Regions from separate parts of the Mus musculus genome. Here all the other regions are linked to region 2. A link is a contact called in public HiChIP or PLAC-seq data. All regions are on one chromosome and are shown on one strand. The core of a region is the stretch at or near the end of the contact, and the rest is flanking DNA. Distances in the headings are between cores, read along the strand shown.

Region 1 (2,700 bases), core at 172-2,671, 1.1 Mb before region 2:
TTAAACACATCAGTTTTCTACACAGCCAGTTCTAAACAGATGAAGAGTTTTGATGGTACAGTGTAAGCACCTGTGGGTACAATCGAGGTGTGTCTTTAGGAAAGAAAAGTGTAATGACATTGCAGGAGCCACTGCCTTGGGTGGCCAGCCTGGAGGTCAGTCTGGCAGTCTTCTGTCTACTCCCTAGTTACTCTGTTCTTCTGGGGGCTTTGATTCCAGATGCTTAGGGGCTCCTCGAATGTCTGACCTGCATGCCTCTCCTTCTTCCACTTGCCGTGCTGTGTGCTGTGCCTGCCCAGCTGAATGGCAAAACGTCATTGCTCTCCACAGTTCCAATGCACTGGAGCATGATGGAGTATCTGGTCCCACAAAGGTGGAGCTCTGTGGACACCGTGCGTGAGTACCGTTCAGGTCCTGGGAAGGATGGATTCAGAGCAGCCTCCTGTGGTCAGCATATTGCATGAATGTATGGAGGGTCCATCAGCTGGGATGGTTAGCATGGGCGCACTAAGGCAGTGAGGACTCTGAGGCTCCATTCTTTCATTCACAGGAAGAGAATTAAAAGGAAAGAAAGAAAGATGTCCTGGTTAGTGTTTCCACTGGATACAAATGGGAGCCACCAGGAAGAGGAAGCTCCAGTTGAGAAAATGCCTCCATCAGATTGGCCTGTAGGCATGCCTGGGGCGTCAGTGCATTTTCTTGATGAATGGTTGATGTGAGAGGCCCAGCTCTAAGTGAGTGGTACCACCTCTGAGCAGGGAGGTATAAGACACGAAGCTGAACAGGAGTCTGGAGAGCTACCCAGTAAGCACCACTCCTCCATGGCCCCTGCTTTGGTTCCTGCCTCCAGATTCCTGCCTTAAGTTTGTGCCCTGACTTCCTTCACTGACAAAGTGTGACCTGGGAATTATAAGTGGAAATTAAACACTTTTTGTCCCATGTTGTTTTGGGGCAGTGTTTTATCACAGCACTTGAAAAACAGGAAAGGAAGGAAGAAAGGAAGTGAAGAAAAAAGTAATGCAGGGGCAGAGAAATTCTAGGAGGTGACCAGCACCTTCTAGTGTACGGCAGTACTGATGTAGAGTGGACACGTGGGTGTTCCCCAGTTAGAAGAGCCGATGTCTCATCTCTGTTTTTGTGAGTTTACACCTCATGACTGAGGTTTCTAGTTTAGCCGTAAGGAGGCAGGGAAGGAAGACCAAGGCTTTCGAGTGAGAACAAGGACCACCCAGACAGCAGCCTCTCCTATACGGACTGTGTACATGAACACCCAGGCCTGCTGACCCGTGCTGTCTTCTTTTTGTTTTTCAACAAAGATCTGCAGTGCGACATAAAGGAAGAAGCACATATTTGGGGTGCAGGAAGGAAGTGTGTGCAGTTGCTCCTGGTTGTCATATCCACTACAGACTTGGGGCCCCTGTGTCACATGGCCACACTAACACAGCCTGCAGTTCACAAATAGAGCAGTTGGGAGTCCTGATTGCTCCTGCATGTGCATACGATGTTAGGAGACAACCTCTCAGACCAGAGCAGAAGCCAGGTTTCCAAAAGGACAGAAACCAAAGGGGAAAGACAGATACCTGGCCTGCTCTCTGGGAAGTGTGGTAAGGAGACAGAGCTGTCACAGACCTGGGGCTGAATGGTAAAGGAAGGGTGTGTCTGCTCCTAGGCATCCGATCAGTTTGTGAGCTAGCCTTAGCTCACCTTGGCCCTTCCTGCTGAGCTGAGTACTTACTTTCCCGTAGCCCAGCAGTGAAGAGTTAGGAATGATTTCTCAACGTATTTATAATGGTAAAGTTATGTTCATGAGCCTCCTTGCTGGGACCTGTAGGGTCAATGCTGAATCTCACAGATATTTAGCATAGACTTATGTTTTAATATTATTATAAATACGTTACTGAAAGGAAAAACATTTTAGGAGAAAGATGGATGTTTTCTGAAAGACCCATGGAATCTGATAAATGAAACGTGGAAGCTCACAGATGGAGGGTACGGGGAGGTCTTTTCAGCTTTTTACCATTGGACTAATGATCAATGTAGAATGTCCTGGATTGCAGAGGCCGTTTAGAGGCCTCTAAGTGCTTCTTCTTCATTGCATATAAGTGGCCCCCAGGGCTAAGGTGAGCTTCCCAGAAAGCAGGACTGGCAGGTGGGAAGGTCTTGATTATTTATCTCACATCAGTACACATCCCTTCCAAGATCTCCAGTGGAAAGGGCCCAGCACAAGGTGGTGGCAAAGCGCAGGTAGCTTTGCTAGGCTAAGGGTGCAGGAATCTAATCTCACAGACAGTGCTGGAACACCAGGACAGCCCCTTCCCCACCCCCAGCTCTCCTCCACACAGCAGCCTCTCCTTAACAGAGACCTTACTTTACCTCTGGTTGTACTCCTCTCCCTGAGCTTTAGTTGCTATTCGTTCCCAATGAGCTGAACGTTTGGCTGTGTTGTGTACTAATTGTGTTTTCACTCACTGTGGTGAGTTTTCGGACCATCACTTGCCTCTTAATTAATTCCCAGTGCCTTAGTGCTTTTCAGGACTGCTTTTATGAGGGCTGTATGTGTAAGACATCACTTCTTGGTCTTCCTTATCCACTGCAAATTTTCCCTCCAAGACATTGTTCTTCATTTTTGTTTTCTTTTGTTTTAACATGTGAAAGCTACATATGCATGCACAGGCACATAGGCATAGATACACAGAGGCA
Region 2 (2,762 bases), core at 185-2,684:
GAAGCGGCCCATGTTGAGCTGGCTCTGCACGTCGTGGGTGAGGATGGACAGCCCCTTAGTGCGCGCGATGATGGTGTCCCGGCACTGCTCGAAGGACTCCGCACCAGCGCCAGGGGAGGCGGGGCCTTCGAAGAGCACCGGCCGCGCCTCGCTAGACAGCAGCAGCAGGTCGGCCACCAGCTGCATCTTGCCCTTGCAGTGATCACAGATAGATACCAGCCTCTTCCGCGGCTGCGAGCTGGCCCCGCCGACGGCGCTCCCAGGAGCCGGAGAAGCCGCCTCGCCAGTGGGCTTCCCGGCGCTGCCGCTAGCCATCGCGCCCAGGGGGCACTGGCATGCCGCTGGGGAGCCCGCTACCACCGCCGCCGCGACTCAGCTGGCCAGGGCCGCGCTGCCTTCCGCGCACCATCATGCCACCCACCGCGGCGGGCACAGAGATCCGGGTGGCGGCGGCCGGTGGCCGGGCGTCGCAGGGCGGGCCCAAGCCCGCGGCAAGCTCTTCGGGGCGCTGTGTAGCTCGCGGGAACCGTGAGCCGGGGCACGGCAGACTCCTAGTCCGCGCCCCTCTTCACTAGCCTACCAGAAAAGTCCCCGCTGCCGGGCTGTCGCCACCTTCCTGGGCATGGCCGGCCGGGCCGCCGGAGCGGAGAGGGCGGGACGGGGAGGCTGGGAGTTGTCCTTCCTTCCTTCCTTCCTTTGAAATCAAAATCCTCTGCTCCTAGAGGAGCGCGGGCGGCGGCCCCGGCAGGCTTTGCTGTCAGCCGCTGCGCTGCGGCTATCCGGCTCAGCAGCGCACGTGGGCTTCAGGGGCGGCGACCCCGCCAGACGGTACAGGCTGGCGACGGCGGCCGGAGCTGACGCCCGGGGGCGCGCGGCCGCATCTCCTGCTCCGGCTCTTAGGGCGCTGGGCGGCCACTGGGCCGAGGGCGTGGCTGGCTCTGTGGCGGCCGCGCGGAGTCAGTCGGGCGGGAGGCTGCAACGCAGGGTGCTGGGCGGCCGCGCCTTCCCGCCTGGCGGTTCAGAGTGCGCGGCCCGGCGCCGCGGCGGCACGCCCTCCCCTCCTGAATGGCCTGCGGCCGGCGACCGGCTGTCGTGGAGATTCCATCTGTGTTTCCCCGCAGAGCCCGCGGGCCCCGCGCATCCGACGCCCCAGGGTGGTCGGCTCAGAAGGTGAGCGCGGCGTCGCGGAGGCCGACCCGGGCCCGGACTCCTGCCATGTTTGTCAACCAGCAACTTCCGAGCGACCTCCGAGCAACTGAAAGGAAGGGAGGAGACCGCAGGCCAGGGGACACCCGCCTGCCCGCGCACGGTTGCAGTTTTCGCCTCCTGGCGTCCGCCTCGCCCCCGGCTCGCCGCCGCCACCTCGGCCGTAACCTCCCCGGAGCCTATAGGAATCTTTTGTGTGGCGTCACCGCCTTTCGTTTAAATCCCGCTTCCTCCTCTCGCCCTTCCTCCCGCCCCCTCCGCCGATCCCGGATGCTTGCGCGATGCGCTGCTCCTCCCCCGGGAAGCTGGGGGCCGTGGGAGGACGCCGCGCCCAGCCCCGACGCTGCGGCCCTGGGGCCGGTGGTCCCTGCATCCGGAGAGGCTGGGAAGCGTGTGTGGTGGGGAAGGCCCGCCCTCGCTCCGCGCCCAGGCGCTGTGTATACCCTGGGGACACCGGGGCGCAGCCGCTAGTGGCCTTACGTAAGCTCTCAGCATGCCCCAGGACTCGATGCTTCCTCCCTGCCGAGGGAGCTAGTGTAAAAGGTGATCTGTTTTGCTTGCTTGGGGAGGATGCCACTCATTACTCCCGGGATCTCCCCACCGCCTCCGGATTCCAGTCACCTCTGAGATTCGATGACTTTTGCAAGCCCTCCTCCGCCCTTTGTTGTGTTGGACCCTCTCCTGTGGGTGGGTTTCCGTGAAACAGTGAAAAGGAGCTCTGATCACGCTTGAGTCCCCACAGCTTGTTTGACTCAGTGATAGACCCTCCCTGAGGTTGGTCTTACCCCCCCCCCCCCCAGCCGTTTAGGAGTTGTGTGACCTTGGGCAAGTTTTCTCTCCCAAGTTACTGTAGTCAGGTAGTGTATGGTGACCTCGGTTCCAGCTGGCTAGAATTCCAATGTGCCTTGATCAGCAGTTCGCCCTTTCCTGACTCCATCTATATAATGGAATAATAGCAACCATTGTTAAGTAAAGAGCCAGTCTCTGGAGGTAAACACTGTTATCTCTGGGTTACAGGCTGGGAAACTGGTGGCCCAGATGGCTCCCCGCCCTGTAACGAGGAATTAAACGGAGGACCTTGAGCTACTGTACTTTTTATTTATTAATTTAACTGTGCAGACAGGCTTTGAACTTCTGGCGATCCTCCTTCAGGGTCTGTAGTTGGTGATTGTAGGCCTGTGCCATAGGGCTTTGTGGCCAGGTGGACTAAGTGACTCCCTAGGCTCTTAACAACAGCAGTGGCTAAAAGAGAAGGTCCCCTAAACCCACTGGCCACACCCACTCCCTTTCTTTGTGCAGACCTTGTCTGCCAGAAACTCCTGGAACACCTGGGCCTCCTCCCAGTAAAGCACTCTCTCAAGAGCCCTGAAGTCTTCTGCTGGTGCCCAGCACTGCCAGTGTGTGCTCAGCCAATGGAAATGTTTGTTCTTCTGTCTCTTCGTAGGACCTCCACGTCCTACATTTTTAAGCCAGTTATAAGTGTTATTTATAAGTTGGATGGCCTCAAATTTATCGTCCAAACCCCAATAGTTTACAGAATAAATTATGAGTCAAGT
Region 3 (2,879 bases), core at 94-2,593, 1.2 Mb before region 2:
AAACAACAAACAAACAACAAACAAGCAAACAACCTCCTAGCCTCAAACTTGGCAGTCTACTGAGTTCCAAGACTATGGGGGTACAGTACCAATATCAACTTAATGGTGATTCTGTGCCATGCCATGAACTTGGGCTTTAGTATTTAATAAAATTATATTTCTTTTTTTAACCAAAGCTAAAATTAAATTTCTTTTTCTTAAGATGGTGATTTTTAATTTTTACTGACTGGAAGATGGTGACTGTGGAGTTTGGACCCAACAAATTACACTTGAATTGTGGCTCATATAGTATCCATTAAACTTTGAGTCAACTTTCTTAAGCTTCCTAAGTCTCTGTCTTCCTGTGTGTGAAGTGGTGATGTACAGTGTGCGTCCCTTAACTGCTGTGATGGTTACTGTGCTGTACTACATGTACAGTGGTAAGCACGGAGGACAGACCAATGATGAGCCCATTAGGGAGAGCAGTTCTCTCCAGACTCCTCGACTCTTAAGTGATAGTAACAGTGAATACTGTGTTCTGCATTTGTGTTTCAGTTCATACTTTCATATACTTGTGTGTGTGTATGAGTATGAGCGTGTGTGTGTGTGTGTGTGTGTATTTATCAGTTAAGCTTTTATCTGTGTCATTCCTCAGATGTTGTCCACCTTGTTTTTGTTTTAAAGACAGATCTCTCACTGATCTGGAGCTCGGCAATTAGGCTAGGCTGGGATTCCTCTGTCTTCCATTTCCCTGGCATTGGGATTACACATGTGTACTGCCAATCACGGATTTTATTCTTGGGCATTCTTTTAGCAAAAGACTGAGTCAAATAAACTTGCAGAGGAAGTATGTAGCTTGGGCCAGAAGAGCAGGAGTGGAAGATATGGCTGTTGATGATGGCAAAGAAGGAGGCAGGAAGTGGACAAATCAGACACTGCTGCAGAAGGCAGAACAGCATCTGTAGCTTACCGTTGTAAGGAAGCAGTGTGCATCCTGTCTTTACAGGCGTTTAGAGGTTCCCATGAAGAGGAGCCATTTCCTGCAGGGATGGTCAGTCTCTGGCCAGTGATCTGAGGTCTCTCACTTTGACTACCTATAGTGAGCGGGGTCTGGCTCAGAGGCCCAGATCCTGGGTCTGGAAGATAGATAGCACGAGTTTCCATCTAGCTGGCAGGATCCTGAAGAGCACAGCAGTGAACAGTCTGAGGTAGGATATCATTAGCTCCAGGAGCATGTGGCTCCTTAGAAGACAGGCCAACCGTGCCTGTGCCCAGTACCTATCTATGTGCACAGTGTAGCCTATCTGTAGCCTCTGGAGCTGTAAGAGAAAGAGGAAGGAAGCAAGGCAGTGTGGGAGATGAGACTGAGGCTGGTTTCACAGTATGGTTTACAGAGTGAAATAGAAAGTGTAATGTCAAAGGCAAGAGACAGTGTGGAGGGAGGCAGACAGTGTAGTGCAGCTCTGCCCCTGTTGCTCAAGCTTATGCTTGAGCGTCTGGATGTTCAGCCAATACAGTGGTGGGTATGCCACGGTCTACCAACTCCAGGGCCAGGACTGCTGCTACTCAGTGCTGGGGTTAAACGTGCAGGGAGTGGGGAGTATTCATGGGAATGCCTGCTTAAAGGGAGACGACTCCTGGGTCACTTCCCTTGCCTGGTTTCTGCCTTCCAAACCCAGATTCCTAACCAAATGCTCAGTCTCTAAGTACCTTTTCTGTGTCCTGATAGAAATGAGAGTCGCTTTTCATGAAGGAAAAAGAAACAAACCATTATTCCATTATTGCTAATGGAATAATATGACACACTTTTGAACTAAAAAGAAAACCTCATTTCATAGTGGCTGTTTGCATACTCTCCAGGGTGTTTTGAGCCTTGGTGCCTGTTAACCATCCTCTTCCTTCTCCTTGTTGGCCTCTACCAGAAGAAACACTGACTCTGTGGAAGGCTTTGTGTAACTGCACTTGGTGGTACTTGGGGCCATGGGCACTTGTGCACCAGTTCATAAGCTCCAAGCCATTGGGGACGTAGTGGGCCGGAGAGCCTTCTTTCACTACAGTTTTTGCTGGAGAGAAATTGGATAAGCCTCAGTGGGGTACTTGGTACTGGTCATCACTTCTACAGTCATATGAGCACTTGTTTTCAAAAGAGAGATGAGAGGTGTTTGATGCTGCCACATCATAAAATACTGTGATCATCATAATATATTATAACATCATAACATATCCTGTAGGCCTCTCACTCAAGAAGAAATGGCCCAGAGACGGGAACGGGCAAGACAGAGGCACGCAGAGAAGCTTGCAGCAGCCCAGGGGCAAACATCCCAGGGACCCACCCAGGATGGAGGTGCCCTTGAAACAAGTCCCCATGAAGATGAGCCAAGAGGTACAGCATTCCTAAAAGGTCTTAGTGGAAACTATTTGACATTTTTGCTTAACTTGGTACATTGTCCCTCATATTTTCACTTTGTCATTGTTTTTATCAATATTGTTTCTATTATCAGACCAGATATTCATGTTCACTATTTCTTCAGTACATAGGAACAGTTACTTGGTTGAAGTAAGCATTTGTGGCACTGAATATCTTTTTGTGCCTGGCAGGTGATGAACCAGATGTGGCAAGTGTAAGCCGCCAGCCTGTTTCCCAGGAGGAAAGCAGCCAAGAGGCCTTCATCGCATTTGCTCGTGTGTTCAGTGGCATAGCTCGAAGAGGAAAGAAAATTTTCGTCTTAGGACCCAAGTACAGCCCTGTTGATTTTTTACAGCGGGTAAGAGTTAGGAGTAAACTGTGTGGACATTATTTTGAGGATATGGAAACTTGTAGACTGCACAGGTGAGGTAAGCGAATGGGTAAAAGATACCCCAATTCCTGTGTTACCTGTTGCATTGCCTTGGTAACATTT

The links. HiChIP or PLAC-seq counts read pairs in DNA pulled down with a chosen protein or histone mark.
Region 1: an H3K27ac HiChIP or PLAC-seq map of microglia shows a contact between it and region 2, with 5 times the contacts expected there. The contact joins the enhancer-like site here to the promoter of Tlnrd1 in region 2. A contact is called at or near these places in 2 of 39 promoter capture datasets (both in embryonic stem cells), 1 of 484 Hi-C or Micro-C datasets (uterus), 4 of 115 datasets of contacts at active chromatin or transcription factors (embryonic stem cells, epiblast stem cells, large pre-B cells and 1 more) and 1 of 9 other capture datasets (macrophages).
Region 3: a contact with region 2 is called in an H3K4me3 HiChIP or PLAC-seq map of bone marrow-derived macrophages, with 9 times the contacts expected there. The contact joins the enhancer-like site here to the promoter of Tlnrd1 in region 2. A contact is called at or near these places in 4 of 39 promoter capture datasets (the C10 cell line, embryonic stem cells, frontonasal cranial neural crest and 1 more), 1 of 484 Hi-C or Micro-C datasets (stem cell-derived motor neurons), 7 of 115 datasets of contacts at active chromatin or transcription factors (astrocytes, bone marrow-derived macrophages, fibro-adipogenic progenitors and 4 more) and 2 of 9 other capture datasets (adipose tissue and embryonic stem cells).

What each region holds. Positions count from the first base shown.
Region 1 is chr7:82,819,435-82,822,134 of GRCm38.p6, forward strand. It overlaps Gm29796 (a long non-coding RNA gene), which reads left to right. Exons shown (of 3, transcript XR_378297.3): 2 at 220-396. Among named protein-coding and RNA genes, the nearest start is that of Gm29796, 9.9 kb to the left of the region's middle. Within about 2 kb of position 1,422, at least 15 of the 459 cell types and tissues checked have an H3K27ac peak or open chromatin away from gene starts, as enhancers often do. A contact at or near this core is called in microglia, where this site is marked.
Region 2 is chr7:83,882,907-83,885,668 of GRCm38.p6, forward strand. Tlnrd1 (talin rod domain containing 1) reads right to left here and starts at 1,435. Exons shown (of 1, transcript NM_030705.4): 1 at 1-1,435. The coding sequence starts at 315. It also overlaps a transcript of Mesd not described here.
Region 3 is chr7:82,690,253-82,693,131 of GRCm38.p6, forward strand. Efl1 (elongation factor like GTPase 1) reads left to right here. Exons shown (of 20, transcript NM_175317.3): 13 at 2,211-2,362; 14 at 2,578-2,744. Among named protein-coding and RNA genes, the nearest start is that of Efl1, 43 kb to the left of the region's middle. Within about 2 kb of position 1,344, at least 95 of the 459 cell types and tissues checked have an H3K27ac peak or open chromatin away from gene starts, as enhancers often do. A contact at or near this core is called in bone marrow-derived macrophages and pro-B cells, where this site is marked.